2 separate regions of the Ovis aries genome follow, and region 2 is linked to region 1. A link is a contact called in public Hi-C data. All regions are on one chromosome and are shown on one strand. Each heading gives the region's core, a stretch centred on a gene start, on an enhancer-like site or on the middle of the called end of the contact. The rest is flanking DNA. Distances are from core to core; before and after follow the strand shown. Region 1 holds the start of BRF2 (BRF2 RNA polymerase III transcription initiation factor subunit). Region 2 has its middle 14 kb from the start of GOT1L1.

Evidence for each region. Hi-C and Micro-C count contacts between places; a contact is called where the count stands out from the background.
Region 2: a Hi-C map of skin fibroblasts shows a contact between it and region 1, with 11 times the contacts expected there. The contact joins the enhancer-like site here to the promoter of BRF2 in region 1. A contact is called at or near these places in 14 of 16 Hi-C or Micro-C datasets (blood, hypothalamus, liver and 7 more).

What each region holds. Positions count from the first base shown.
Region 1 is chr26:32,199,468-32,204,588 of ARS-UI_Ramb_v3.0, forward strand. BRF2 (BRF2 RNA polymerase III transcription initiation factor subunit) reads right to left here and starts at 2,407. Exons shown (of 4, transcript XM_004021774.6): 1 at 2,194-2,407; 2 at 1,444-1,503; 3 at 235-556. The coding sequence starts at 2,347.
Region 2 is chr26:32,260,906-32,265,570 of ARS-UI_Ramb_v3.0, forward strand. No RefSeq gene overlaps it. Among named protein-coding and RNA genes, the nearest start is that of GOT1L1, 14 kb to the right of the region's middle. Within about 2 kb of position 1,691, at least 7 of the 54 cell types and tissues checked have an H3K27ac peak or open chromatin away from gene starts, as enhancers often do.

The sequences.
Region 1 (5,121 bases), core at 1,157-3,656:
CCCGTGCCAAAGCTGATACTTAACCCTCCTACAGCATCAGGCTGCTATGACAGCGAAGGGGTTTGAAAATGATTCAACATTCTAGAAACGTAAAATGGGATTCACCCGACCAGCGCCAGGCATAGGAGGAGAAGTCCATCCTCGTAGAATGGACTTGCTCAAAAAGAGACAGCTGGAAGTAAAAGGATTCGGGTCTGAACCCATGCCACCCCCGTGTCTCCCCCAGGCAGGTACCTGCTACAGTAGGTCTTTACTAGATCCACCAAGCACAGAGATGGCACATCCAGCCCCAGGAGCTTCACTATCTGCATGTAGGTTCCAGAAAACACATCCAGATCTGCATACAGCAGGGTGCAGATGGTCCCCATGGTCAGGGGCCAGTTACGCTGCCGGCAGGTGATTAGGACGCAGCAACCAGCCAGCACCTCCTTCTTCTGCAGCCTGGCTGTGCGGATGCCAGCGAGCTGGTGTGCCTGTTGGTAGTAGGCAACTGCCATGTCCTCAAATGTTGGTGGCAGCTGCAGCACTCGACAGAGGTCTCTCACTCGGCGAAGACCTAGGAAAACCCACGGCAGGAGTTAGAGGCATTTCCAACAATATGTTAACAGGATCAGACAACTGGATTGAGTGGGGTTTATCCCAGGGATGCAAAGATCAGTGTGATACACCACATGAACAAACTGAGAATAAGCCTGATCATTTCAATAGATGCAGAACAAGTTTTTGATAAAATGCAACATCCATTTACAATAATAATAATATCTCCAGAATGTGGGTCTAGAGGGAACAACATATAATAAATGTCATATACGACAAACTCACAGCAACATCATACTCAATGGTGAAAAGCTGAAAGCATTTCCTATAAGATTAAGAACAAGACAAAGATGCCCACACTCGTCACTTTTATTCAACATAGCTTTGGAAGGTCTAGCCATAGCAAACAGAGAGGAAAACTAAAAGGAATCTAAATTAGAAAGAAGTAAAAATGTCACTTCATATCATGTTTGCAGATGACATGATACTATACGTGAAGGAGTCAAAGGAGCTCCCAGCAAGTTCTGTTAAACTCACCTCAGATACCACATGCACAAATAATGGACCTTTCTACAATGATAAGAGTGACACTTGGTAAGGCCATTTGAAAAGCACAAAGACATTTGTGGAAAGAAGTCAACACTTCAGTGCCTCATCTTTTGGAAGTTGGTTTGATTTGTGACCAAGCTTTGACCTGGGTTCCTCGAATCTACCTCAAACATACCCAAGCAGACTTAAACCTTCCACCTAATTGCTACCTCTCTTAGAACCACCTCAATCCTTTTACCATTCTCTTCTTCTCTACCTTTACATAATAATGCTGAAAACAGAAAAAACAAGCAGACGAGCTGGACCATAAGGAGAATTTTCTTTAAAGCCACTGTGTCATAAAAGGTTGATTCTCACCTCGTTGCTGGCTTCGACTAACTTGTTCGTTTTCCCCGGTGCTTCGAGAATATGTTACTTCTGTAAGACAATGGACAAAAAATAGCTTGTTTAGTCTCTATTCACGGACCCCTGCCCTCCCACCACACAAAACCAGGGAGCAGAATCCAAATCATCAGGTATCCGCTCCCCAGCTCACAGAAGGTGCTCATCTTTGCAGGTAAAACGTCCATCTGGTTTTCTATAACCACAAGCAGTACCAAATACACAGAAAGCTTTAGAAAATTAGGACTAGCATTAAAGCAGTTCCAAGTGTTCCAAATTTCCAGCCACCCCTCCTGTACATTCAATTCAGGCAATTTTCCTGCCTGTAGATTTTGAGGGCTGCACTGGTCAGGGACTTTGAACACAAATGAAAAAAAGAAAAATAAGTTTTTGCCAATTAATTTTCAAAACTGCTTTGGGGTAGTAGTAGTTTCCACATTCACACAACACTGACCTATTGATATAATGCTTCCAAATAGGCAAATTAGGTAAATTCAGTGGAACTTTGTTTCTCTCTGTTTCATTTACTACATGTAACAGATATGGTGCTAAGAAAACAGATAATGGCAGCCCCTGATCTGAAGTTCACTCGTTCACTTTCACTGTTTTCTCCCATATCTAAGTGTGCTCAAGACAGGGAGACGGCAAGAGATAAGAAGCATCTGACGTCAATCCCTCCATCGCCCCAGGCTGTATCCATGGCCTCCGAAAAGCCCTCACAGGTACCTCGAAGGTTGCCCTCGTCACTGAAGGTGGTCGTAAGAACGCCCTCGGTGACCACGCAGCCGCAGTCGGAGCACACCAGCTGGTTCTGGGAATAGTGCGAGTCTTCCACTAGCTCAGCGGAGCCGCAATCGGGACAGCGGCCTCCACCCGGCATCGCACAAGCGGTCCAGAGCCCAAGCAGCTAACCGACCCTACCGCCCACAACAGCAACTGTGCCGAAACAGGAAGTAGGAGCGGACTCTTGTAGGGTTGCACCTTCCTCTTCCGGCCAGCGTAACAGCCGTACTGTAGGTACCTTCTCCGCGGCTTCCGGTCCGTTCCTCTGCGGACTCGGGTAGAAACGTGATCGAGGAAAGGAGGTTCCTGGTCTGGACTGTCTCTTCGGATTCCCCGCGATCTGTACTTAGTTTGAGGTTGGCCGTCTAGGCTCGGGGTTACTCTTGAGTGAGCTTTCTATCGCTGTGGACGCACGTAACAAACAAAAAACTGTTGCCAGCCACAAACAATTCTTTCTAAAGCGCCAAGGGTATCGCCGACTCTCCTTTTTCTCAATTCAGTTCAGTTCAGTCGCTCAGTCGTGTCCGACTCTTTGCGACCCCATGAATTGCAGCACGCCATGCCTCCCTGTCCATCACCAACTCCCGGAGTTCACTCGGACTCACGTCTATCGAGTCAGTGATGCCATCCAGCCGTCTCATCCTCTGTCGTCCCCTTCTCCTCCTGCCCCCAATCCCTCCCAGCATCAGTCTTTTCCAATGAGTCAACTCTTCTCATGAGGTGGCCAAAGTACTGGAGTTTCAGCTTTAGCATCATTCCTTCCAAAGAAATCCCAGGCTGATCTCCTTTAGAATGGACTGGTTGGATCTCCTTGCAGTCCAAGGGACTCTCAAGAGTCTTCTCCAACACCACAGTTCAAAAGCATCAATTCTTCAGCGCTCAGCTTTCTTCACAGTCCAACTCTCACATCCATACATGACCACAGGAAAAACCATAGCCTTGACTAGACGGACCCTTAATAAATGTTGATTCTGGCCATAGTACAAAATTTGTGGCCTAAAAGGGAGAGTAGTGTATTGAGAGAGCAGGAAATTGTGTTCTTTCCAAAGCAGCTTCCCTACAAGCACGTTGTTTCCTCTCTTTGCAGAGTGACAACCTGGGAGGCTTCCAGAGACTAGGCAAGAAATGTCTAAGGGAGTTGGAGAGAAAAACTATGGAGGTTAGTGAGGCCCTTGGCAGTCTGAAGAATTTAAGCAAATTGAGATGTTTTTAAAACCTTAAGCTTTAAGATGCTCCAAGATTCTAGCTCCGAAGTTCCTGGCATGGTATAGTATAGATCAAAGAATCAAGCAAAAATGTGCCTCTAGTAATGTTCCAGAAACCAAGCTCACAAATGAGAGATTTTGTATGTCATGTTTGAATATAACATAAGTGTCAGCAAAGAGGATGTGTTTTCTCATAAGTAAATCCCAATTGCACTCATCAAGAATAAAGGTTTTCAGGAATTCCCTGGTAGCCTAGTAGTTAGGACTTTGTGCCTTCACTGCTGAGGGCCCAGGTTCAATCCCTGGTCAGGGAACTAAGATTCCACAAGCCATGTGGTGTGGCATAAATACATAAATAAATAAATGTTTTTTAACACTTGAAAGTTTTAGAATCAATTATGTTTGAAAAATAAGACAATTGAGTTAAAGTTACAAAGAACTGTGGCCAGTCCCTCTGACTCCAAGAAAACAGACGGGTGTTATTACAGCCCATGCTGAAAGTATGTGGGGAATTTCTGCTTCTCTGTTTGATCTTGGAGAATTTCAGGCAGTCTCTGGCATTAGCAGATTTTAGAAGATGTTAGTTTCAGACAGTGCAATCGACATCCTTACTGGGAGGGTAAAGTGAAAGTAAAGTCGTTCAGTCGTGTCTGACTCTTTGCGACCCGTGGACTGTAGCCCACCAAGCTCCTCTGTCCATGGGATTCTCCAGGCAAGAATACTGGAATGGGTTGCCATTTCCTCCTCCAACTGGGAGGGTAAACATGTCCCTAAAAGGAATATAACTGGCCCTGGGAGTATGTCTTTACATTACCATAGAGAACAGTATCTGACGCCGCTCATCCCAGTTTTGTGCAGATCATGAACTTAACTGCATTTTTTTTAAAGTGGGATTTCACTACAGAGTCATCTACCCATGACAGAAGCCCTGAAATTCTGCTTTCCCTGACATTTCTCATAGTAAAGTGGAAGAGCAGTTTTATGATCCAGCAACTCTGGGCCTTCCCAGGTGGCACAGTGGTAAAGAATCTGCCTGCAATACAGGAGATGCAGGAGACTCGAGTTCAATCCCTGGGTCAGGAAGATCCCCTGGAGGAGGAAATGGCAACCCACTCCAGTATTCTTGCCTGGAAAATCCCATGGACAGAGGCTCCTGGCCGGTTTATAGTCCATGGGGTCCCAAAGAGTCAGTCAAGATTGAGCACACACACAGCTAGCAACTCCAGGGGTGGAGAGGTAATTCTCTTCCAGCTGCAAGTGTGTGATGGTCTCAGAGAGCCTCACCCTCAGACGCAAACAGGCAGGGAGGTAGTCAGGACCCAGGCCAGAAGATGGCGCGCTCTCCTAAGACATGCAAGTCTAAGGTTCACGTTCTCATGAAGAAAACCATTTATTTAGGAAATTCATTTGTCTTCCTCTGGGAAATCAGGACATACGTATCATCCTTGGTGCCTTTCCTTCCAATACAAACTCTACTAAGACTTAGGGCTGCCCTGGTGGCTCAGACAGTAAAGACTCTGCCTGCAATGCAGGTGGCCCGGGTTAAGAATTAAGTGTCCTTCAGTGACAGTGATGATCTGTTTAACAGATGCTTCTCAAAGCCCTCTCCCCAGCTCCTCCCCAAGCCTGTGAGGCTGGAGCCATGTTTCTTGTCCCTAAAGCCAGA
Region 2 (4,665 bases), core at 441-2,940, 61 kb after region 1:
CGAAGATGGTAGCACTGTCTTAAGGTAGGCTAAAGACTAGGGAAGAGGGGCCCCTCTAATGGAAAATGAAATAAAAATTCCTAAACTGTCACTTGGATGACCTAGTTCCCTGTTCTGCCTCCATTTTGCTTATCTGTTTAGAAGTCATTTCACATGTTCTGACCTTCTGGGTTTAGAGCTTGAGAAGCTCTGCAGGAAGTTTTAAAGTAAAGGTCACAAGTCCACCACAGCAAAACAGTTAAAGGGACACAGCATCCTCAGCCCCCACCCCACCCTAAGGTTTGGTGGTAACAGCAGCAACCTTAGAAAGATGCTGGGGGAAGCCCCAGAAGTGCCAGGGTGGAAGTCAAAGTCAAGGCTCTGTTGTTCTGTCACCTTTTCCCATAAGCAGATCCTCTCTCTGTCGTCAGCCATGAAAGATTCTGGATGTTATGGTAGCAGAGGGATGGAGTCATTTTCTTATGTTAGCACAAAGTTCAGCCGATATCAGAGCATCTAACCTTTCAGAGCCCTGTTTTTCTGTCTATTTATTTACCCTATCTTGTTTCAAAAAGGACTTAAGGCTGCTTACAAAACCACATGACGAAGTTAAAGCACATAAATTAGATCAGTGCTAGAAAAAGGCGAAGCAGAGGAAAAACACGAGTAGGGGCGTGAAACTGTGCTAAGAGTGAGCGACAGCCCATGGAGCCCCAAGGTCACGCTGGGCTCTGGGCTCTTAAAAACTTGCTGAAGCTGTCAAACCAGTGTTGTTTTCATTCCCTAGAATCCTGTCATTGTTGGGGACAAAGCCCAGTGAAACAATCAAATCCGGATTCCCAGGACAGAAGCAGACCTCCTACCTAACCCGGTGCTCTAACCCATGGGGAGAGCACAGCCAAGTTCACCGACCAGTCCCTGCACAGGCTTTCCGGAACCTGCAATCACTGGACCGAAGCCTAAAAATTAAAAATATGTTTAAGGAGGGACTTCCCTGGTGGTCCATCGGTTAAGAATTCGCCTGCCAACAGAGGGGACAACTAAGCTGCTGAGCCACAACTACAGAGTGTCCCAGCACCCTAGGGCCTGTGCTTTGCAATGAGAAGCCATCGCAATGTGAGGACCACGCACCGCAATAAAGAGTAGCCCCCGCTAAATGCAATAGAGAAAGCCTGCATGCAGCAACAAAGACCAGTGCAGCCAAACATAAATAAATAATTTTTTAAAATAAGCTTAAGGAGATGGCTTTCAGGTGTTTGCTGTTTTACTGTGGCCTCGAAGATGCCTCAGAGTAATTTGAGCTTTCAGGGAAAAGGGAGACTCCTAGCACCAGGGGAAGCAGGCAAAGTCATTGAGGCCACCTCCAAGCTGGATGGAGAATGAGTCAGCCTGGCGGGTGGAGGGCAATGTGAAAACACCTCCAAATTTCCTGACCCCTCCTAGACAAGCTGCAGGTGGCCCCCACCCAGGTCTTCACCTGAACTGCATTCCAAAGACATCAGGGATGCCAGCACACGTGGGAAGGACACCTGAGAGCAGATCCAGGGCTCCGCCTCCCTGGGGCCAGCTAAGGAGTTGTTTAGAGGTTGAGGAGGAAGGAGGTTCCTCTCCCCCACCCTCCTCTGCCTGGCCGGTGGAAGGAGAGAATTACCAGGCTAGAGCTGCCCCACTTCTCAAATTGAGAATTCAGGATTCTTCTTCCCAGTTCCTAAGTTTGCTAAACAGCACCACCTACTGTCTCAAAAGTCGAGAAATGGGAGAGAGCCGATGCGTGTGAGCCTGGGAGAGTCCCGTTTAGAGAGGAAAGAGTTTCCCTCCCACTGCACCCATGAGCCTAGTGGGAGAAGCAAAGATTGAGCAGGACAACCGGGCAGGCCATGGAGACGGCTCCGTGTCCCCCGCCTCAGTTCAGTGCAGTTCAGTTCAGTCGCTCGGTCGTGTCCGACTCTTTGTGACCCCATGAATGGCAGCACGCCAGGCCTCCCTGTCCATCAACATCTCCCGGAGTTCACTCAAACTCACGTCCATCGAGTTGGTGATGCCATCCAGCCATCTCATCCTCTGTCGACCCCTTCTCCTCCTGCCCCCAATCCCTCCCAGCATCAGAGTCTTTTCCAATGAGTCAACTCTTCACACAAGGTGGCCAAAGTACTGGAGTTTCAGCTTTAGCATCATTCCTTCCAAAGAAATCCCAGGGCTGATCTCCTTCAGAATGGACTGGTTGGATCTCCTTGCAGTCCAAGGGACTCTCAAGAGTCTTCTCCAACACCACAGTTCAAAAGCTGCCTACTCCACTCCAACCCCTCCTCCATCAAAACCCACCCTTTTGATGGTGGGTTGATGCTCACCTCAACTGTGCTGTTGGAGAAGACTCTTGAGAATCCCTTGCACTGCAAGGAGATCCAACCAGTCCATCCTAAAGGAAATCAGTCCTGAATATTCATTGGAAGGACTGATGCTGAAGCTGAAACTCCAATACTTTGGCCACCTGATGTGAAGAACTGACTCATTGGAAAAGACCCTGAGGCTGGGAAAGATTGAAGGCGGGAGGAGAAGGGGATGACAGAGGATGAGCTGGTTGGATGGCATCACCAACTCAATGGACGTAAGTTTGAGTAAACTCCAGGAATTGGCGATGGACAGGGAAGCCTGGCATGCTGCAGTCTGTGGAGTCACAAAGAATTGGACACAACTGAGTGACTGAACTGAACTGAACTGAATGCTCACCCCATCCCCACACCAACCACATCAGCGATACCCGACATACTGTTGATAAGACAGGTCCTAAACCCAAATTCTATCACTGAACTTCTGGACTTTCCTGGTAGGAAAGGGTGGTTAGCAGTGAAGGGACTCGTAGGGTAGACCGCCTAAAAGTTCTCATGGACAATGTGTTGTTGCCCAGTAACTTTTTTTTTGCAGTAGTGGTAAAACACACATAATACTAAATTTACATTTTTTTAAAACAATTTTCTTGGAGTATAGTTGATTTACAATGCTGTGTTAGTTTCTGCTGTACAGAAAGATGAATCAGCTATACATCTATATATATCCACTAGTTTTTAGATTCTTTTCCCATATAGGCCATTACAGAGTATTGAGAAGAGTTCCCTGTGCTATATACAGTATAAAATGTACATGTTTTAAGCTGTACGGTCCAGTAGTCCAAGGGGCTTCCCGAGTGGAGCAGTGGTAAAGAATCCTTCTGCCATTGCAGGAGATGCAGGAGACTCCAGTTCAATCCCTGAATCAGGAAGATTCCCGGGAGGAGGAAATGGCAGCCCACTCCAGTATTCTTCCCTGGAAAATTCCAGGGACAGAGGAGCCTGGCAGGCTACAGTCCATGAGATCACAAAGAAGCGGGCACAACTGAGCACCAGCAAGCAAGTCCAGTAGTGTTAAGGACACTCACATCCTTGTGCAACCAGACTCTGTAACTCTTTATATCCCTACCCTTGTATCATTTTTAATATCATTCTCCTTCTAGGTCTAACCTCTATTCCCTGTCTCATAGCTCAAGTTCCTCTTGATTCTGAAAAAAAATATATGATCTTAAGATTTTTAAAATATTGTTTATTTATTTGGCTGCGCTGGGTCTTTGCTGCTGCACGTGGGATCTAGTTCCGTGATTAGAGATTTAACCAGGCCCCCTGCTTTGGCAGTGTACTAGCCACTGGACCACCAGGAAAGTCCCCACATTTTTTTTCTAATTGATGCTATGAATTCCCATGCAAGGGCCCAGGAATCCTGCCCCTCAGAAGTAGCTGACTTTGTCTCTAAGGGAGGAGTCAGGAAGTGAAGACCATGCTTAGGTACCAACCCAATACCCCAGTAGACTGGAGCTGCTGCAGACAGCACAGGTTTCCTGCAGACTGCCCTATCCCAGGAGGCATCTTCTGGTCCTAATGTTCTAAGGAGCAAGGAGGCCATTAGTTAATAAAAATGCTATCACAAATACTGGAGAAATAATCTTATGTGCCAGTCACAGGCTTGACAGCACAAATATGTTCCTTGAGCTGCTGTTGCTGCTGCTGCTAAGTCTCTTCTGTCGTGTCCGACTCTGTGCGACCCCATAGACGGCAGCCCACCAGGCTCCCCCGTCCCTGGGATTCTCCAGGCAAGAACACTGGAGTGGGTTGCCATTTCCTTCTCCAGTTCCTTGAACTATTATACGTTAAATTGGCAAAGTTAGAGAATAAAGCAAAATAAGTACAAACTGCAGGAAGTATAGAGCCAGCAAGAAGGAAAGGAAATGAGGTGTTTGCGGAGGAGGGGAGACCTTACTTTGCAGGTTGTGAGTATTAGTCGCTCAGCTCTGTCTGACTTTTTGCTACCCCATAAATTGTAGCCCGTCAGGCTCCTCTGTCCATGGGCTTCTCCAGGCAAGAATACTGGAATGGGTTGACATTCCCTTCTCCAGGGGATCTTCTTGAACCAGGGATGGAACCCTGGTCCCCAGCCTTGCAGGCTGATCTTTACCATCTGAGACACCAAGGAAGCCCATACTTTATAGGCTGGTTACATAAAAACCCTTGAGTGTGTTGAGGGAGAGGAGTGGGGGGCGGGGGGCAACATTTAAGCTGAGAGCTGGAGGCCATACGATGAGAAAGAACAGACCTTGCAAAAAGCAGAGAAAGCAAGAGAGACTGCCAAGGCCCTGAGAAAGGAAGGCTTGTTTATACTGGA